2 separate regions of the Rattus norvegicus genome follow, and region 1 is linked to region 2. A link is a contact called in public Hi-C data. All regions are on one chromosome and are shown on one strand. Each heading gives the region's core, a stretch centred on a gene start, on an enhancer-like site or on the middle of the called end of the contact. The rest is flanking DNA. Distances are from core to core; before and after follow the strand shown.

Region 1 (7,304 bases), core at 1,124-3,623, 150 kb before region 2:
GTAGAGCACTTGCCTAGCAAGCGCAAGGCCCTGGGTTCGGTCCCCAGCTCCGAAAAAAAGAAAAGGAAAAAAAAAAAAAAGAGTTTGGATAATGCCCAAATGCCAATAATTGGAATAGGTGGGTGCAGTTGAGGGATTTGTCTATGGTGTATCACTGAACTGGTCTAAGAGGCTGGACTAGGAGAGAGCTCCAAGGGGAGAATTGGGTTATCTTGGTAGGACTTTTTCTTCTCCCACCATGAGATTCCTGAAGCTATTCCTATTTCTTTGGGGTTCGCTGTTTCAATAGTCTGGTAGCCAGACTGAGGGACACAAGCATCTCTAGGATATTTTTTAACTCTGGCAGGCTGGTTACAGCAACACAGAAGTTATCCTTTACCAGTGGAGTGTAAACACGGGAGAGTAACTGTCTTCAAGAAAGCAGGTCATGGCATGTCTTCAGCTGACAACCACAACACACGAGCCAACCAAACAGAACAGTTTGGCTTTGGCTCAGAGAGTCTGGAGGCTAGTAGTCCTGAGCTGACCAGCAGCCTTCTGTTCTCTGTCATCTAAGATGGCTGCTTGAGTGTCCTGACTCAGGGAGGCTGCAAGGCAGGCTGGGAAATGTAGTCTTTAAACTTTTTGCTCGAGAAGACTGTTAGAAATTGAGTTCATATTATTTAGGACAAATTAACAAACGCACATTGGGAGGAAATGAGTCTCTCCTGTGGACTCCATTTATCTCCAAAATTATTAGGGACCTTTCTGGATAGGGTGTTGATGTTTCGAAACTTTGGCTTTTAGTCCTTTGGTCACTGGGCAAGATGTGTCATTTGTCACATTCAGGCATTTAAAAAGTGTCAACATTAAAATCTGAAGGAAAGACACAAGACCAGGAGTGTCCTGTGGGTGTGAGGCTCCCCAAAGGGTAAACAGATCCTCACTCAGTGTCCTGTCCACATGCACTGTCCTAACGTGCTGCCACTGTAACAAAATACCTTAGGCTAGGGGAGTTATAAAGAATAAAGTGTGGTGTAACGTGAATAAATACATTAATGGAAAAAAAGAATAGAGTGTGTCATAGCTCACTATTCTGCCCCAAAGGCCTGAAGATACTCCACATCCCAGACCCCCACTGCTCCTCAGGCAGCTGCAAGCAGAAGGGTTTTTGCAGAGGGAACCTAGTGGTCCTGAATAAAGTGTTTCTGTAGGAGACCATGTGTGACGAGGGTGCCTGTGGTAAAAGCAAGGCCGCCTGCGTGCGCTCTGGAGGCTGGACTCAGTTCTGGCTCTATAAGTTCTTGTTGGCATCCACATTGCTGTTTCTGCCATATGGAGTTTGCTCTGAGGCTGGCTCAATGCAGGCAGGTGTTTTCTTGGCTTGCAGATACTGAGTTATGGGTTCCAGAGCCTCAACGGGAACATAAAACCCAACTCTTGTCCTAATTCCAGTGGCTTTTCCTGCTAGCTACACCTTGCCAGGTAACCTTAGACAGCATATTCTATGTGGTCACACACCACCTCGACCCAGCCTAGCTGCTAGTTCCGGCTTGCTGGTCGACCCGAGGCAGCATGCACTTACTCACCCCAAAGCAGGCCTGCACAGCTGCTTCTGGCTAGGTGATATGTGTTACTTCTAGGTAAGAACCCTTGATTGCACGCAGGATTGTGCACAGATTGGCAGTTCTCCCCTCCCGCCTCCCTCCGGCGTCCCAGCACCTTCTAATTAGGATTGTCTGTGCAGTGCTCTTAGTCACAAGTGATGGTGCACATCGGTCAATCAGCCTGAGCCTCTTCATTAAGGACAACCTTGAAATGAGCCCTCAGCTGTCCCTGACACACTGAGGGAACAGGCTAGAATTTCTGTAGGTTTCAAGCCACCGAGCTTCTGTCTGTTGGTGTGGTTGGTTGGTTGGTTGGTTTAGTTACAATTGCATTACCCATCCCAACCTGATTGACAGTTGTCTTCTATTTAGTTGCCTGATTTTTCAACATCCTTCCAATTTGGGAGGAATTCTCTAACCTTAGAGAGAGGCAGAGCCTTCCTACAGATGGCGGAAACGCCAGATACTCACTTTCCCAGCAGCCTTTGCAGTTCTGGTGCGTGGCTGGGGCCAGCGTCACAGCTACAGTGGCATAGCGTTGCTGGTGTGGGTCTGTGAAGAGATCCCGCTTTGCTTCTATTCCAGCGCTCTTCCTAGTCATCCAGCCTCTCCATCCATTCTGGGAGCCACTGTGTGCTTTCAGTAAGTTCCCTTTCACCTTGAGTCACCCGCAGCCCGTTTACATGGATGTGGCCAAGAGCCTTAGAAGCCTTAGACAGCTGCATTAACCTGAGGCTGACCAGACGCTGCGGTGAAGCAGGAGTGGAGGAAGGAACTGTCAATCTGAGATGGTTCCCACCCACTCTGGGACTCTTCTCCTGGAGTCGCAATGCATATTCAGCTCTGCGCGATAGCGCAGAGGTCTGCTCAGCCTTTGCACACATGAGCTTCCTTTAACAAAAATTGTAAAATTGGCGAATAATAGGAACCATAAAACAAAGCCGCAGCACAAATCTACCACGTTATTAATACCCCAGGCGCCATTATCCAAGACCCCTAGAGAACACCAGAAATTACGGCTACTCCCGAGCCCTACATAACAAGTCTGTGGTATTTAATTTATAGATCTCAGCACCCTTACCAGGCAGTCTCTCTCCTTGTTAAACGCTTTCCAGCTTCCCTTTGGCACATCTGAACAGCCAGCTCCTTACCATTAAGCCTTGGTCCCTGCAACACAAGCAACATATCATACAGTGGACCTGATAGCTGTGAGAGCGGCTAGCTGGGTGGGCAGTGCAGTGCCCGCTACCTGGAGACATTGGTCTGATGGAAGAATCTTTTTCCAGCTGAGATAGAATGGTCACTGCAGAGTTTCACCGGTCTGCTCAGAACATGGCTCATTTATTTCTGCAATTTCTTTATTTAAGTTTTTGGGATTGGAACGGGTTGATGTCTACTGAAATTGTGCGGAGAGGTGTACAATGGTGTAAGTGGTAACTTCTGGGGGTATACCCAACTGGAAAAGAACAGTTGGCATGACAACTCACGATGAACAAAACCTAATGTGTTCCGGTCGTTTACCTCCTTGAAGGCCACAGAGAAGTCTTCGTAGTTCGGATCATGTGTGTCTTGGTGAAGACTCAGAGGAGCATGGAAGAAGCTGAAATGGGGAAGAAACTGCTTTTATTTGGCTCACAAAGAGCGGGAGGGCAGGGCGGCTGCTCACCTGCAGTCACACTGGAGTTTGGGATTGGCTCACAAAGTGCGGGGGTGTGGGGCGGTTGCTCACTGGCTGTCACACTGGAGTCTGGGATTGGCTCACGAAGAGCAGGAAGGCGGGGCGGCTGTTCACCTGCAGTTACACTGGAGTCCGGGATTGGTTTTTATGCGGCAGCCAGGCTGCTCCCCTGTGGTGGAACCATATTGTAATCCAAGTTTGCCATACTGAACTGAAAATGGGTCAATGAACTGACCTCCTCCCCAACACCCTTCCCCCACACACATTATGGATCCTCATTCCCTCCTGAGAAAGGCACCCCACCCCCACCTAACCCCGCTGCTGAGTTGATCCTTTAAAGTAACACGGATCCCAACCAAAGAAGTTTGGAAGCCCAGAACTTTCTCATCTAAGTGGCTGCCAACGCCCCACCCCCTCGGTGGCGCTCCCTTGTTCTCGCCAGCTCTGCCCCAGATTCATGGGCTGTTTTCAGAATCGTTGGCAATTTTCTCTGCATTGTCCTGACAACCCTTGGCAATGAAATTTAAAAGCTACTTAACGAATCTTGTGACAGAGAAATCTGGAAGAGGGGGCTCCTTCCTGAGGGCTGGAATGCCACCGGCCTGACAATGGGATCAGAGAGCACGCACTCCGGACTTAAGATGGAAATTTCCGGTGTACTCAAACTGCCGAGCGAGCACATGATCCCACATTAGCGCCCAGACCCCATGGCCTGCAAGGTTGGAGAGTTGGAATTGGGGAGAGGAAGTGACTCCAAGCTAGGAGGTCATCTCACTGACTGGCCTTAGGTCTACCCCAAATGCATAACCCAGGAGCTTTAAAAAATCTCTAAATTGGAGAATTTTAATTATCCCTAAGAAGAAACTTTCTGGAAAAGTGTTGTGGTGTTAAAAAATATCAAATATAATCTTTCCTATCAAATACTATAAAACGTGTTTGGGACAAGGAACTGAGGTTTTTGTTTTTGTTTTTGTTTTTTGTTTCCCCTACCTTGTAAAACTTGCCAAGGTCTGTATCCTCCCCTCCCAGGAAAAGGCCCATTGCTCTCTTCTAGGAATTTGAATTTGATGGCCTGGAGCAGTGACCTTTTTCTCCTGGGAGCAGTGACTCCTCCCCCTTCCTCCTCCATTTCCCAGATGCCTCTTTTGTGATGACATCATCCAGCCAATACAATTTAATCGCAGCACTCAGGAGGCAGAGGCAGACAGATCCCTGTGAGTGTGAGGCCAGCATGGTCTACATAGTGAGTTCTAGGATAGCCAGGGCTACATAGTGAGACCCTGTTTCAAATAGCCAGGGCTACATAGTGAGACCCTGTTTCAAACGAAAAAGAAAAGAAAACTAAGCTAAGCATTAAAGCTTACCTTGTCCAAACAGTTAATTGAAATGGTGGTCTGTTCCTTTGTGATCCTGAACACGGTGGTGTGGATGTCCCTAAGCTATAGAAGGGCTTGGCCGGTGGCTAATATTTATTTGCTTATTTATTTATTTAATGTATATGGCCCTGCAGGCCAGAAAAGGGCATCAGATCCCATTATATGTGACTGTGGTTGCTGGGAATTGAACACAGGACCTTTGGAAGGACAGCCAGCACTCTTAACCACTGAGCCACCTCTCTAGCCTCAGCCTATGGCTCTTAGGGTCCTAGCCTTTGACCTTAGAACCCACACTTACTAGAGGACCAACAGAATTCATTCATTCATTCATTCATTCATTCATTCATTCATCTTTGAGCTGGAAGAGAACAGGCTAAACCATATGCTCGGGGAGAAGAGAGCATCCTGTACTCTGGTCACCCTGTCTCCTCTAGGGCCTTGCCCACATTGCTTAGCCTGTCTGAGTGGCCTCCTTTAAGTATACAATTGTCCTGTGACTTCTCAGGGTTTGCCTGGTAGGTACAGCAAGACCTTGCATATAAAGTCATACCGTCAGAGCTTAGTCTCCCACAAAACTTGACTTGGTAATGATTGGTCCCTGGGTAGCTGTGAGCTCTACACTCAAGTGTGTGTAACCAACCACAAACTTACTCAGTGTGCCTGCCACACACTGCCCTGTGCACAGAGAGCTTGTCCCAAAAGGGAGAGTGGTATAGTTGTCTAAGTCAGGGTTTTACTGCTGTGAACAGACATCCGACCAAAGCAGCTCTTATAAGGATAGCATTTAATTGGGGCTGGCTTACAGGTTCAGAGGTTCAGTCCATTATCATCAAGGTGGGAGCATGGCAGCATTCAAGCAGGCATGGTGCAGGAGGAGCTGGGAGTTCTACATCTTCATCTGAAGGCTGCTAGCAGAAGACTGACTTCTAGGTAGCCAGGATAAGGGTCTTAAACCCATACCCACAGTGACACACCTACTCCAACAAGGCCACACCTCCCAACAGTGCCACTCCCTGGGCTGAGCATATACAAACTATCACGATAGTTTTCCTCCTGGGAGCTTACCAGCCAGCATCAAGCACATCTGCCAACAAGCCAAGTCCACATCAACACCATGCTGGGTGCAGAAAAGCAGATTCGTCAGGAGAGTCCTCTCCTGGGAGCTGGGAGCTGGGACCTAAATAACAAGATACTGGCCACATTCAGCCCTAAGAGAAGGGTCCCAAGGGAAGCAGTCACAGTACCTCCCATCCTAGAGGACCCACCCTTATGTCCTGATCACTTCAATAACGGCTCCTATCGACTTGACACCAAGCTAGGTGTACTTGGGAAGAGGGACTCTTGACTGAGGAGTTACCTGCATCTGATGGGGCTGTGGGCATGCTTATGGGACATTTTCTGGACTTCTAACTGATGGAGGAGGTCCCCCCCCCCCTGTGGACAGTACCACCTCTTGGCAGGTTGACGCGAACTGCATGAAAGGACAGCTGAGCCAGTGTGCTGACTAGTTGTATGTCAACTTGACACAAGCTAGGGCTATTTTAGAAGAACACTAAGAAATTTCAATTGAGAAAATGCCTCCCGTCCAATTGACTCATGGGGCAGTCTGTGGTACATTTTCTTGACTGATATGAGGTGATTCGATTCACCATGTGTGGGTGGCACTGCCCCTGAGATGGTGGCCCTGGGTGCTGTAAGAAAGCAGGCTGAGCAAGCCACAAGGAGCAAGCCTGGAAGCAGAGTTTCTATATTAATCTCTGCTTCACGCTCCTGCCTGGAGTTTCCACCCTGGCTACCCTTGATGATGAACCCTAACCTGTAAGAAGAAACAAACGCATTCCACCCCAAGTTATTTTGGGCCCTTGCTTTTTTAAATCACATCAGCAGGAGAAACCAAAACAGGACAGCCCCACTTCTAAAATTGTGAACAGAGGAACTTGGAGGATGTTTCCAATATATGAATTCTAGGCTTACATTCAAACCATTGCACTGGGTGGTTCTCCAACCTAGAGCCATACATGTATAGAGGCCAATCTCTGCTACTGCCTTCTGAGAGTACATGGTGATGCTGCCCTTCCCAGGCTGAGTCTGGCCGAGCAGTGGCTAGATGACCTCCGAGGAAGGCCCATTCTCCAGTCTCCTGGGAAAAGCTCACATACATGGCCCAGTCTTCCCTGGTCAGTCCATGACCGTCAGAGTCCTGCATCTGTCCTAGGGTTCCAACCAGCATTCCATGGCCATACTGGCAAGACTCCTGGAGTCTGGTGGCCAGGACCATTTTACTAGAAATAAGAAGTATGAGACTCTACCCATGGAAAGGGAGTTAAGAATTTAAGCATTGAATGCAGTTTCTTTCATTCATTCATTCATTCATTCATTCATTCGTGTTAATTTGTTAAATTCAAGAAACCATGCTGATCACAATGAAAATCTCTCTGGTCCTGGGGATGTCGGTGTGTTTTAGGGGATGTGTTAACAGGCACCGAGTAAACACATAATGTTGAATCACAGAGAAAAGGCCAGAACGCACACTACAGGTGTGGATGTGGTCAGATGCAGTTTGCTAAGGCAGGACTGCTAATAACAAACACCCAGAATGCTTGTGAAACTTGAGAGTTTCCGTTATTAACAATCCTTGCCACATTGTTGCAAATGGAGGCTGAC
Region 2 (7,658 bases), core at 3,099-5,598:
CATTTGATGGAGTGGGCTTACAGTTTGGGAGGTTCAGTCCCTTGTCATCACGGCGGCAGTGTGCAGGGAGGCGTGGTGCTGGAGAAGGGGCTGAGAGAGTTCTGCATTTTGAAGGCAGCCAGGAGACTCTGATTCTACACTGGGCAGAGCTTGAGCATAGGAGACCGCAAAGCCCACCTCCACAGTGACACACTTCCTCCAACAAAGTCACACCCATTCCAACAAGGCCACATCTCCAAGGGGTGCCACTCCCTGTGGCCAAGCATTCAAACACATGAGTCTAGGGGGTCAAACCTATTCAAACCACCACAATGACCAACATGGCTTCTCTTCCTTTAGGACACTTAGTGCTACTGGGAATCTCACAAAGCCTTGGCACCTAGCTAGATATCATCTCTCTTTGCAGCATACTTTAACGCTTAAATACAAACACTTTAAATACAAAAGGGGAAAATCTGCCTCCTTGCTCAAGAGAAAAATATCGAGGGTTTTTTTTTTTTGTCACATTTTCTCCATCTCAGTATTGCCACACACTCACACACACGGACGGAGGGAGGGAGGGAGGGAGGGAGGGAGGAGGGAAGGAAAAAGCATGCGAGAGACAGCTTGAAATAAAGCAATTCGACTCGATCAGACTTGGATTCAGATACTGTCTCCTCTCTCCCCTTTAACAAGTGCAAGAACTTAGGCAGACTTGAACCTCTGACAGACCCTCTGAGCTCCAGCTTTCCTGACTAGGAGCAGAGCAACAATAGTATTGATTGCATGAATTATTTCAGGATGAAATAAATTAAAATAATACGTACAGAGTTACGCTGGTTCACAACTGTGGCTTTCTAGTGGGTGTTCAGCGAACAGTAGCTCCTTGACTCCTGAATTCAGCAAGTCTTTATGAAGTGTCCGGCAGCAGGGAACAAACGTGGACAGAGCCAGGTGTGGACATGTCCACCACTGAGTGCTGTGTACATGACCAGCAGCTGTGAGGCCTGAATGGGCCTGGATCCGGAAGGCAGATGGATGGGATCTGACTGACAGAAGTCAAGGAAGTTTTGGAGAACTTGTAAAAGGAAGAGTTGCTACTCTCCACCTTTAGAACCCAGCATCACATTCCAAGCACCCCCTATGCTTGAGACTGCCTGATTTTCTCATCACTCAATGATGGCTGCGTGACATCATCTGGCTTCTGGGTGTTGTGCAACCCTTCCCCATCATTTGATTTCTCAGTTATCAATTTGGAGCAATCACAGGCATCACAAGAACAAACAGACACCTGACGGTTCTTCCTCTCCGGAATTACTTCCGGGTCATCGAGCCTGGGTCAAGGGTTATGAGCACTCTCGGCAGCTCCCTTCGAAGTTCTTGTCAATGGGTTCACACACCAGGTGTTACGACTTGAGGTAGTTTGTCAGGATGGGCCAAAGTAGAACTTCACTCTTATTCCGATGTGTTATCTGATGGGGAGAGGCCAGCCACCAGGCAGGAGGGGAGAAGGAAGCTTACCTTCCCGGAAACCGCTGAGGCGTGGCCTGAAATACCACACCTACAAGCAGACACCAAGTGTGGCTATGGTGTTGTGTTTTTACCTTGTACACAGCTAACTGCACAGGCAGTTTAGAGAGTAATGATTGCCACTGAACATGAGCAGGGAAAGTCATTGTTTTTTTAAAAACAGTTTTCTTTTTTCAGAAGGATGGCCTCTGTTAGCAGGAATTCTTTACTAACACCATACCAGTATTTGTTGGTCTTCCACCGCAGAGTGGCCCGATTAGGTTTGTTGATTTGTTGCTGTCATTTGGCTATAATCTATTGTCCTAGCGCATTTCTTGTTGATGTGAGAAAAATCCCCGAGACTGGGCCATTTATAAAGAAAAAAAGTTTGTTCGATTTGTGCTTCTCGAGGTTGCAAGTCTAAGAGACCAGCACCAGCACCTGCTTAACATGTAGGGAGCCCTCCTGGTGCCGTAACAGAAATCAGACAGGTATGTCAACCCAGGTGTGTCTTCCTGCACTGTATCATCATGGGTCCACCCTCATGACCTCACCTAATCCCAGTCATCTCACAGGTGGCACCTGTGAATGTGTGTGCTGTGGGGCAAGGGTGGGGTGAGGGACACAGACACATTCAAACCACAGCATCCGTGGAAGCTCACCCCAGGACAGAGGGAGAGAGTCGACCTGGGGGAAGTACTGGGCTAGGGGAGGTGAGGGAAAAGGCTCTGCTTTTCTTGTGTGCCCCAACCCCCCACCTCATGACTGCTATTCAGAGAAGATGACAGCAGGATGACAAGGGCAGCCAGCCTCACAGGATCTGGCTTTTCCAGCTCTAGGGGTGGGGACCCTGGAAGGGGGCAAGGCAGAAGCATCAGGGAGAGGCAGAGAACATGGCCCTGGCAGGGCAGAAAGGGAAGCTGGTGCCAGCTGCCCAAGACCATGGTGTAGGGACTATAGCACAGCCTTTGCAGGAGGAAGAGGCCAACGAGAGCGATGGTGCACAACATGAGAGAGATCTGCAGTTCCTCGGGCTCCATCGTGGAACACTGAGTGCCTGAGAAAGGCTAGTGTGAGTAGATTTGTGAACTGTGAATTTCAGCAATGGGTGGCCACATTGTGCACCAGAGCCAGATGTCACCAACCACCCTTGGGCAGACCCAGTCTGGCTACCAGACTACACCAGGGAGTCCACAACATGAAGAATGTAGCAGAATCATGACCTCGATTTCCATCCACCTTAAAACAGCTGCTACTGTAGGCTACCCATGTCCATTTACCACTACGACGAGGAAATAATGGAATCTGGCTATAAAGAAGAGAGGCTCGTTTAGTCCACAGTGTAGAGGCTGAAAGTCTGAGTGACACAGCTCTGACAACAGCCTCTCTGGTATGTCCTATCATTGTGACAGCTAGGAGACCCACAGGATGGACAGGAAGACAGCACAGGGAGGGACAAGTCACTCTCACAAGAACTATCAAAACACCACAAAACTACCTTGCTTAATTCTGACAACCCACCCCTCCCCCTCCCCCTGCCTCTTAATGTCCTCATGTTGGGGGTCAGGCTTTTAATGCAAGAACCCTTGGGGTACAGTCTGATCACACCTGAACCATAGCAATGTTTGCATCACAGAGCGGAAAGAATATGGAATCCCTGGGGATTTGGGAAGGAGGGAGGAAGCAACAGAGATGGGAAAGAGATGACTTAAGAGGAAGCAAGATGGTGGGCGGGTGTGTACAGGGAAGTGGTTCCTCCTCCTCTACTCCCCCCAACCCCCGCCTCGTCAATTAAAGCCACTCTGTTCATGAACATTCTTGGTGGAGAATAAAGCTCAGATCCAGTCCCGAACTGCTGTGGGGTAGACTGGGAACCCTGAGGTCATATCCTGTAGAACCCACCAAGGGCTGTGTCACGGTTGCTTTTTCCTGGACACGCCCATCGCTCTGTGTCCTGAGGCAGGCGTGGCAGGGCTCCAGCAGTATACGGCCTCCAGCCACCTCTCTCTTTGCCCATTCTGGAGCCAGCGTTATTGGGCCATTTGATTTCACAACCTTCTTCCGTGGTCAGAGTAGCACGGCACAGCATAGCAAAACTACTCAAGTACCTGGGACCATCTGCCACATGGACAAGGAAATACCACAGCGGCGTCCAGCACAGGTGTGGGCTAGCCAGTGACAATACTGGAGGTGGTGCTGGTGGGTGCAATGCCCAGAGTTGGCTTTGTGCTGTTGTCACAGCTGCTGTTCCCTAGCAACAGCGGCAGGCCCAGCTTTGCTAGTGGATCTGCGAGTTGGAGGTAATTGCCTGCCACTGATATTTCCTCTAACAATCCCTTAAGGTGATGTGATTCAGCTTCGACCAGTGGGGCTTAAGACAAAGTGTGCTGTGAGAGCTTCCGGGGAAGTTTTTGTTTACCTCATTTTGGAAACTGACTGGCCCTGCTCTGGTAACACACTCGCCTTCAACCTGCCTGGAACAGGCACTACATGGGCGCTGAAGGCTTTGCTGTTTGCCAGGAACCTTACAAACCCAGGCAGCACTCTACCCACCAGCCTCATGCCTAGCCCAGTACTCGTGCTTTTTATTCTGAGACAGGGTCTCACCGATCTGCTCTGGCTAGTCTTGCCCTGTAGCCCAGGCTGACTTTGAACATGTTATCCTTCAGCCTCACCCTCCTGAGTAGCAATGATGGTTACTCATGCCACCGGGCTGCCCTGGCTGGTATCATGTGACTCTGAGAGATAAATATGAGGAAAGAGGCCAAGGGAATCTGAGTCAGCGGCCTGGCATTTGCAAGCCTCTGAAGCAAGGCTACCAGCTGCCTGCTCTAGACTCTGGCTATAAATGAGGTTATGCATCAGCTACCTGCAGCCAAAGACATTCCTAACAGATCCAACACTGAGCTGCTCAAGGGGCGAGAGGCCCGTGTAGACACGGAGGCTCCACGGCTAGCATTCCCTGCACAATCATGTGCCACCCATTTCTGTTCCCCAAAGCATCCTGACATCATCGTCCTTCAGAGGTGACTCAGGGAATCACCCCTCCCCCCGCCACGTGCCTATCAGAGCTCAGCTGATTAGAAGGAAATGACACCACAGTAGAATTCGAGCACATATCGAGAATGTGGCTGGTGTCCATGGAAGTCAACAATGAAGAAACGGCAATGGGGGAAAGGAGCAGTTGAGCCGCCATTGCTGCAACCCGGAAAAATCCCAGCATGCCCCTGTCTACCAAGGCAGTTCACTCCCACCAGGTTCCCAAGGATTCCAAGGGCCTCTGCTCACCTTATCAAGACTCTCCCTGTCTCACTGCAACTCTCCCCGAGGCCCCAGGTGACTATTGCATGAACTTCCTGCAAGTGGCAATCAATTCTTAGTTACCTTGTTAGCCCCAGTGCCCAGCTAGGGCCTGGCATGGGTTAGGAGCCCATCTGGAATGGGGAGATACAATAAACGCATGCAGGAATCCCCCGGAAAGCAAGAGCAGAGCGGTGGGTTTTCAAGAGTGAGCTGTCAGCCTTCAGTAGGGCTGAAGATGAGATGGAACTGAATGGGTAAGCAGCTGCCGCTTGTGTTCTAGAATCCTCTGAAGACCTTGAGTGGTTTCGAGACAGTCTTCCAGCTCTGTGGCTGGCCCCACTTGGGTTCCTCTTTCACAGTGTGGGGTTAGCTCTGCTGTTTTCACAGGACCCATTGCCATCAGTGGGGGCTGCTTCTTGTATGGCGTGAGGAACGGGGAGGGCTTGCGATATCCTTGCCTTTGTGTCTGATGACCACAGTCTTCTCTCTCTCCACCAAGGCTTGTCACACACTGCTGGGCGCACCCCTGCATCTGACCTGGCTAACATGGGATGCGGCCAGGGAGACATTTCTAGCAGGCTGGGCAACTGTGCAGGGGATGCGCAGGGCAGATTGTACTTGGTAAAAGGCAGTGAGGAGAAAAAGAAAGGTGAAGAGAGCCTCGATAAAATCTTCAACAAAAATTCAGCTATTTAGACGTTCTAGCTCAAAGCATACTAAGGCTTATGCCACAGGTGGGGAAACAGGTCCAAAACGCCCCCTTGTTTCCCAGCCGCCCCATGAAGTCAGCTGAACATGCTGTGCACTGAACAAAGCATCTATCTAGCTTTAGCTTCAGAAAACGAGACCAAACTTTCCGACAAAATTGCCTCGATGAGGGTTCTGAATGCCCATCCTCCTAGGGCGTTCAAACTTAGGGAAGTTTGAAGGAGAAACGGAAAATTGGGTACCCATTCTGTTTTCCCCAACTCCAGAGGCTCAGTTACTTACTCCAAGACAGCATACGAATTTTCTCACTTCCTACATTTGCTGGAGCCCTACAATCTTATTCCATTTTTTTAAAAAAAAATAATATTATTGTTTGGGTCTTTGTGTAGCCCTAGCTAGCTTCAAACGCAGAGATCCTCCTGCCTCTGCCTCTGAGTGCTGAGGCAGAGTGCTCAGGCCCGAGAGCCTTGTTGTAAAGGCACAGTGCCCAACACTGTAGCCAGAAAAGTGGCCAGACAAATGGAGCTAGCCCCCCAGTGTGAAAACACCAGTTTGCCCAAACCCTGAACATAGAGACATGTGAGGGTGGGGGAGTTTCTATTGGTCAGGCTCAAGAGCCAGGCTAACTCAGCACCGTGGCTGTGTTCCCCACCCTGGTAAAAAAAAAAAAAAATATCAGAGCAGGTCACGTGACCATGGGTAGCCAGGGAGCCTGTTTTGAGCATTTTCCATTGATGAACATGATTATGCCTCCAGCAGTGCATGTGCTCCTCAAAAAAAATCTATGTTAAATCCCTGATTTCTCCTGGATGTTCTACTTCTGTTCTCCCAAGGAAGGGCAGAGGGTGAAGCCCTAAGTGGCAGGTGAATAGAGCAGGTGGCTGCTCCATTTTCACAGCTCGGTTTGCATGAGCTGTTTCAATGACAGGTGACTTAGCCAAAGAACCGCTGTGGTTACCATGGCACCCTGCCATCCAACACAGCTGTGGAGCCAACCAGATTTGGAATGGGTGTTCTGGGGGGTCAGTCCCAGCTCTCAGATAGGTGTCAACAGAGGTCAGCTGGCTCATCATGCTGGGTGTGGCTTGGCGTCTGCTGAGCAAACAAGCGGCATCTTCCCGGGAGGCCACCTTGACACACTTTGGCCCAACCTGTTCTCCTGAAGCTGGGGTTTTGTAAGAGGCCAAATTCCAGGCCGGGGCAGAGTAAACACGAGTGCGTGGCTAATGATTGGTGAGTCTGCCTGGACCACAACTGACCACACATTTCAGAAGAGACTTTGCCACCACACCTGACCTCATGCCGACTGTTTATAGTGAGGCTAGGAACAACCAGGGGCTTCCTGGTCCCCATGGTGTCTGCTGCTGATTCCTCTCTGTCCTTTGAAGAGTAACAGAGACATAACTGTTATCGACTTGGAATTCTCTGCCCTAATCTGTTTAACAAGTAAATAATATTTTTCTGCTTAAAACCTTACGTCCATCTATCACTTCACAGTCGTCAAAAAGATTCCCAGTTCTACCCTGGTTTCAGTTTTGGGAGAGTGGGATTGACAGTCCAAACTCATCGAGGGCAATGACTTGCCCAAGGACACACAGCCAGGAGATGTCTGGGTCAGAAGTTGACATTTTTCTACAAGAAGGTCAGGCAACAACAGTGCTTATATTATATTTGTACTTCTGACACAGGAGATAAACTTTCCCTCTAGGTAGAGAAGCTTAGCGTAGAGTAGGAGGGTATGGGAGGGAACCAATGTATTTCCACCTTGGAGGTATCTCAGAATTCTGCCTCCACCTTCTGTTTAAATTTAGCCACACAAAAACAATGACTTCATGAAATTCTTAGGCAAATGGATGGAACTAGAAAATATCTTGAGTGAGGTAACCCAGTCACAAAAGAACACACATGGTATGCACTCACTGATAAGTGGATATTAGCCCCAAATCTCGGAATACCCAAGATACAACTCACAGACCACATGAAGCTCAAGAAGAAGGAAGACCAAAGTGTGAATGCTTCAGTCTTCTTAGAAGGGGGGACAAAATACTCAAGAGAGGAAATAGGGAGACAAAGTGTGGAGCAGAGACTGAAGGAAAGGTCATACAGAGACTGCCCCACCTGGGGATCCATCCTATATACAGACACCAAATTCAGACAAT

What was found. Hi-C and Micro-C count contacts between places; a contact is called where the count stands out from the background.
Region 1: a Hi-C map of liver shows a contact between it and region 2, with 5 times the contacts expected there. The contact joins two enhancer-like sites. A contact is called at or near these places in 4 of 12 Hi-C or Micro-C datasets (kidney, liver and mammary epithelial cells).

What each region holds. Positions count from the first base shown.
Region 1 is chr10:16,486,925-16,494,228 of GRCr8, reverse strand. It overlaps LOC134480659 (a long non-coding RNA gene), which reads right to left. Exons shown (of 2, transcript XR_010055310.1): 1 at 2,058-7,304. Among named protein-coding and RNA genes, the nearest start is that of Bod1, 7.3 kb to the left of the region's middle. Within about 2 kb of position 2,373, at least 66 of the 93 cell types and tissues checked have an H3K27ac peak or open chromatin away from gene starts, as enhancers often do. A contact at or near this core is called in liver, where this site is marked.
Region 2 is chr10:16,339,846-16,347,503 of GRCr8, reverse strand. No RefSeq gene overlaps it. Among named protein-coding and RNA genes, the nearest start is that of Cpeb4, 60 kb to the right of the region's middle. Within about 2 kb of position 4,348, at least 61 of the 93 cell types and tissues checked have an H3K27ac peak or open chromatin away from gene starts, as enhancers often do. A contact at or near this core is called in liver, where this site is marked.